2 separate regions of the Lactuca sativa genome follow, and region 1 is linked to region 2. Evidence: chromatin contacts called from public Hi-C data. All regions are on one chromosome and are shown on one strand. Each heading gives the region's core, a stretch centred on a gene start, on an enhancer-like site or on the middle of the called end of the contact. The rest is flanking DNA. Distances are from core to core; before and after follow the strand shown. Region 1 holds the start of LOC111884937 (H/ACA ribonucleoprotein complex subunit 4). Region 2 holds the start of LOC111884936 (UDP-glucose 6-dehydrogenase 1).

Region 1 (2,700 bases), core at 153-2,652, 210 kb before region 2:
GGTCGAAGACACCAATACCGGCCCATTTGGTTTATGTATTATAGGAAGACCAGGGGTGTTCCTTGGCATTTATATGAAAAACGAGGAGGTGGCTCCTGGCAAATTTATATGTAAGACCAAAGTTTGGTCTCTGACAATTAAGTAGATAAGTAGTTGTAGATTATATACAAGTTGTCTTTGTGTTGCTTGCATGGAAGACCTGGAGGTGGCTCCTGGCACTTATCTATAAGGCCCAGGGTTTTGGCCCCTGACCTCTCAAGAAAGACCATGATACGGCTCGTGGCATAATGGCAAGACTATGGTTGGCACATAACACCTCCTATTGGATGTTGGATATGTATGTTATGCATGGTATGTGGTATTTGGGAAAATCACTAAACTTTGTACTTATAGTTGTTGTTTTATGGATTTAGGTACTTTCGGTTCAAATGGGAAGGGCCCGACTTGATCGCAACGCATACACCCATGCTTTCCGCAACTGTATGATTTTGGGATTGTACTGTGATAATTGTTTTTTTTTTATAAAATATTTTTAAGTGTTTGAGTAAATGATAAATGAGTGTTTTGGTTGTTTTAAAAATGAAATTTTTACCTTCGTATTTTGGGATGTTACAGTTTATTTATAATTAAAATGAAATATTTGATCTTAATTTTTGGGACGTTACACATAGGGTGACAGGTTACTCCATCGATAAGTGTTGAGGCATGTATGATTAAATAATGGGAAGGTAATGAACAACAATACAACATTTGCAACCAATGTGGATGATAGTTTCTTCATTGTCGTCGGAGATGGAAGGGTCATCAGAAAAGATGGGGGTCACTAGAATTGAAACAGAGAAGCATGTATGTCAATGGATTAAGACAAATCATGAAAGAACTTGAAAACACATGGATCAATTGTGTAATTTAGAATAACTGATTTAATGGGGAGCTATTAAAAACTAACGAAAATAACTTAGCAACATTGGCGAGACTATTCACATGGAAGGTGGGTCCAATGACCCACCTAATTTTTCTAATTTATGTAAAATATCTATTGAATTTTTTTTTATCTTTTTATGAAAAATTTAGGAGTTATCTTACCAATAAAATCTTTGAATTTATATAGAAAATTTACTATAGAAAAGTTAATGAATCATATGGTTTTTTATTGTAGACTCGTCACTGTTTACCAGACATATAAATTGTAAGTTTAATAACTTATTGTGTGCAAAAAAAAATAATAATTTAATGATCAAAAATACTTTAAAGTGTTAGGAGTAGACAACATGCATTAGTAGCAGGAAAAAAAAAGTGTTCTATGTTATTAGGCGTTATCAAAAATACCCACTAAATTCATTTAAAAAAAAAAAACAGTGTTCTTAAACGTTATTAGGCGTTATCAAAAGTACCCACTAAATTCATTTTCGCTCATTTTCGTTTCATTATTTGAAAGCATAACCTCACACATTTTCCATTCCACGTGTCAGTATCGGAATGGGTGGGAGCATTTAAACTTATGAGTAGATACCCACATGCGAACTTTACCCATCCTTCAAAAGTACCATCAAAAAACCCTAAACCCAAGCTTCCACCTTTTCCAAAACCCTAGCCACCTCTGCCAAGCATACAGCTCACTCCCCCAGCAAGCTGCTCTTTACCCCGACGCCGGAAACCCGCCATGTCCGAACTCGAGCTTAATCGTTCAGAGAAGAAGAAAAAGAAGAGCAAATCCAAAGACCAAGATACGATCAACAAAAATTCCGACGATGCCACTGACGCTGTCGATTATCTCATTAAACCACAGAGCTTCACTCCATCGATTGACACCTCCGAATGGCCGATTCTCCTCAAGAACTATGACCGCCTTAACGTTCGAACAGGACACTATACGCCACTTCCCTCTGGCTACTCTCCTCTCAAACGCCCCCTCGCTGAGTACATCAGGTATGGTGTTATCAACCTCGATAAACCTGCTAACCCTAGCTCGCACGAGGTTGTAGCTTGGATCAAACGGATCCTCCGAGTCGAAAAAACCGGCCACAGCGGTACACTCGACCCAAAAGTCACCGGGAACTTAATCGTTTGCATCGATAGAGCCACTCGCCTTGTTAAATCACAACAAGGTGCCGGAAAAGAGTACGTATGTGTTGCTCGACTTCATTCCGATGTGCCTGATGTCGCGAAAGTGGCTCGCGCATTGGAGACGTTAACCGGTGCAGTTTTCCAACGTCCGCCATTGATTTCAGCTGTTAAAAGACAGCTCAGGATTAGAACCATTTACGAAAGCAAACTCCTGGAGTATGATGCCGATAAGCATTTGGTCGTGTTCTGGATCTCGTGTGAAGCTGGTACGTATGTGAGAACACTCTGTGTTCATTTAGGTTTGATTTTGGGCGTTGGTGGACATATGCAGGAACTGAGAAGAGTCAGATCTGGTATCATGGGGGAGAAAGATAACATGATAACTATGCATGATGTCATGGATGCACAATGGAGTTACGACAATTACAGAGACGAAACTTATCTCCGCCGTGTGATCATGCCATTAGAGGTCTTGTTAACCAGCTACAAACGATTAGTCGTGAAGGACTCTGCTGTGAATGCAATCTGTTATGGTGCTAAACTGATGATTCCAGGTTTGTTAAGATTCGAAAACGACATTGAAAATGGCGAAGAAGTGGTGTTGATGACTACAAAAGGGGAAGCGATTGCTCT
Region 2 (2,700 bases), core at 133-2,632:
GAACATACGTGACAACTACATAAAAAAGTAACATCCCTAGAAACAAAGAACACACAACACCCACAAAGTGTCTTGTGTCACTATCGTCAACTATTTCAATTACATTATGCATTCAATGATATAATTTTACCGTGTTATTTTGTATTAACTTTGCTAACCACAACTCGAACCAAATCAACATAATTTATATTTGCTTGCAAATCTATACCATATTTACTCTATTTCAATGTTATCTATTACATAACACCATTTATTTTTTGCCATGTTCCTCCAGGTATGCAAAAAACCTCTATATTTTTGTCATGTTTAATCCATTAACGATTTTGTTTAGGTTCTAGGATGCGTTTTCTAAAACATTGTCTCTTAGCAAATGATAAGCAGTTTTGAAATTTCAAAGTAAATATACCTATTTTGAAAAATGTCTTGCCACCATCATATAATCGAAAAGTTTTATACGTGTTCAGATTTTTGAAGTAAAAAAAGAAAAAAAAAAAAAACAAATCCAAAAATCAATTTATTTTAAAATTTTAAAATAAAATGTATGGTGCATTGACTTATAGTTTTTACCTCTTGGAAATTGGAATTGCCAAAGTAATTTCATACTTTTCGAACGCATGTAGTCACTATGTAATAAAAGTGATTTATACACAAGTTTTTTTTCTTTACATAATAATTTATGTTTTATAAAATTAAATAATATAATATTTTAAATCATGAATTATTATATATATAGAAAAAAATTGTTTCTTTTAAATTAGTACCATATAATATCTATTTGATTTATGGTAACTATGATCTATATCCCTTTCTAATAATATCCCCCCCCCCCCCCCCCCCCCCACACACACACACACACAAAAAAAAAAAAAAAAAAAAAAAAAAAAAAAAAAAAGTAAACCTAAGATTATAGAATTTTCAAATGGAGATATAATCTATTAAAGGGAAAAGGAATTTCTTTTCATAATACTGTGTTTCCCCAACCTTATGAGCATTAAGTCTAATTACTATATTACCCCTAGGTGTTAATCCGCCAATGTTTGTGGTTTGACGCGTTGAGCTCTCCACGTCAATGGTTTTCAAAATCCTTTACTATGCCAACAACCCACCGTATTTGAATTTTGATCATATTGTATTATATAATTACATATTTGCCCTTTACCCATACGCAAATACAAATATGGAATCCAACCAAACAAAAGACCACCGACTTAATTTGCTGGCGTTATTAGGTTTTAATGCATTTGTAGTATGTAGGGCTGAAAAAAATCAAAAACTCTATTAGTGAAGGGTACTTGTTGTAATATGGCCAAATATTAGGGGAGGTTAGTGCAATATTTTCTAGCGATTTAAAACGTAAGTTTACGAGAGGGACGCTAAGTGTCATTATTTTATATCTCGAGGGCAAATCAAGCACTTTCCACAAGTATATAAACCTGTCCCCGCTTTCACTGATTTATCCTACACATTACTTGACAGATCTCTGTAAGAGAAGCAAACACTCCCTCTGACGTCTGATTCACGATCAATCGATCTAAGAGGTAACAATTCGGCTCATGATTGTTTATAGTTGACTGAATTTTCGTCTTTTATCTGTTGTTTGTCAATTATCGATGCGAATTTAGTTGTCGGTGATCTAGAGGAACGGATCTATCATTTACTGTTGAGTGTGGTATTAATCCTTATGTTTCTTCGATTATATCAATTTCTCGTGAAGTTAATTGAGTGTTTGTGCAAGATCCTTTTAATTTAGTGCTGTTTATGAACTGAATTTTGGTTTGGTTTGTGTAAATCGGAAGTTTTTGCGTTAGATCTGTGATTTATGTGTCGATTATAAATGCGGTGAAGGATATTTACTTGTAATCGAATTACAGTGTTTTAATTTTACTAAATCTGTTTATTCAGCTGCTCATATTGTAGCAGATCTGTGTTCTGTTCCATGCAATACTAAGTTGATAGACACATATATAAATCTTCTGTCGGTTTGAGTTTTCTAGGTTTTCAGGAACAGTAAATTTAACCGAAATTTGTCTATGTAATTAAGCGTTCCATGTTCAATTACATGTATCTTATATTCATACGAATATCCATGTTTGTTTAGTGTATGAAACTGCTAGCTAGATCACGAAATTATGAAAGGGTTTAGTCATTAAAAACATTTTTCCTTCATACATATTCGCAATTGTATTCATGAATGCAGATCCTGTATGACCTTTTTGCACAATTTTTCTTTACATAGTTCCAATTCTGATTCCGATTCCGATTCTGATTTCAGATTCCTGGTTTACTGAAACAAATAGAAATGTTGAAGATCTGTTGCATTGGAGCTGGATATGTCGGGGGTCCCACAATGGCAGTGATAGCACTGAAATGCCCCAACATTCAAGTGGCGGTGGTGGACATTTCCGTCCCCCGTATCACCGCCTGGAACAGCGACAATCTCCCGATCTACGAGCCAGGCCTAGACGATGTGGTAAAGCAATGCAGAGGCAAAAACCTCTTCTTCAGCACCGATGTAGAAAAACACGTATGTGAAGCCGACATAGTCTTCGTCTCAGTCAACACCCCGACAAAAACCCGCGGCCTCGGTGCCGGAAAAGCCGCCGACCTCACATACTGGGAATCCGCCGCCCGCATGATTGCTGACGTGTCAAAATCCGACAAAATCGTCGTCGAAAAGTCAACCGTCCCGGTCAAAACCGC

Evidence for each region. Hi-C and Micro-C count contacts between places; a contact is called where the count stands out from the background.
Region 1: a contact with region 2 is called in a Hi-C map of leaf, with 2.8 times the contacts expected there. The contact joins the promoter of LOC111884937 here to the promoter of LOC111884936 in region 2. A contact is called at or near these places in 3 of 4 Hi-C or Micro-C datasets (leaf and seed).

The regions. Positions count from the first base shown.
Region 1 is chr4:374,658,022-374,660,721 of Lsat_Salinas_v11, reverse strand. It overlaps LOC111884937 (H/ACA ribonucleoprotein complex subunit 4), which reads left to right and starts at 1,402. Exons shown (of 1, transcript XM_023881235.3): 1 at 1,402-2,700. The coding sequence starts at 1,664.
Region 2 is chr4:374,450,818-374,453,517 of Lsat_Salinas_v11, reverse strand. LOC111884936 (UDP-glucose 6-dehydrogenase 1) reads left to right here and starts at 1,382. Exons shown (of 2, transcript XM_023881234.3): 1 at 1,382-1,538; 2 at 2,273-2,700. The coding sequence starts at 2,300.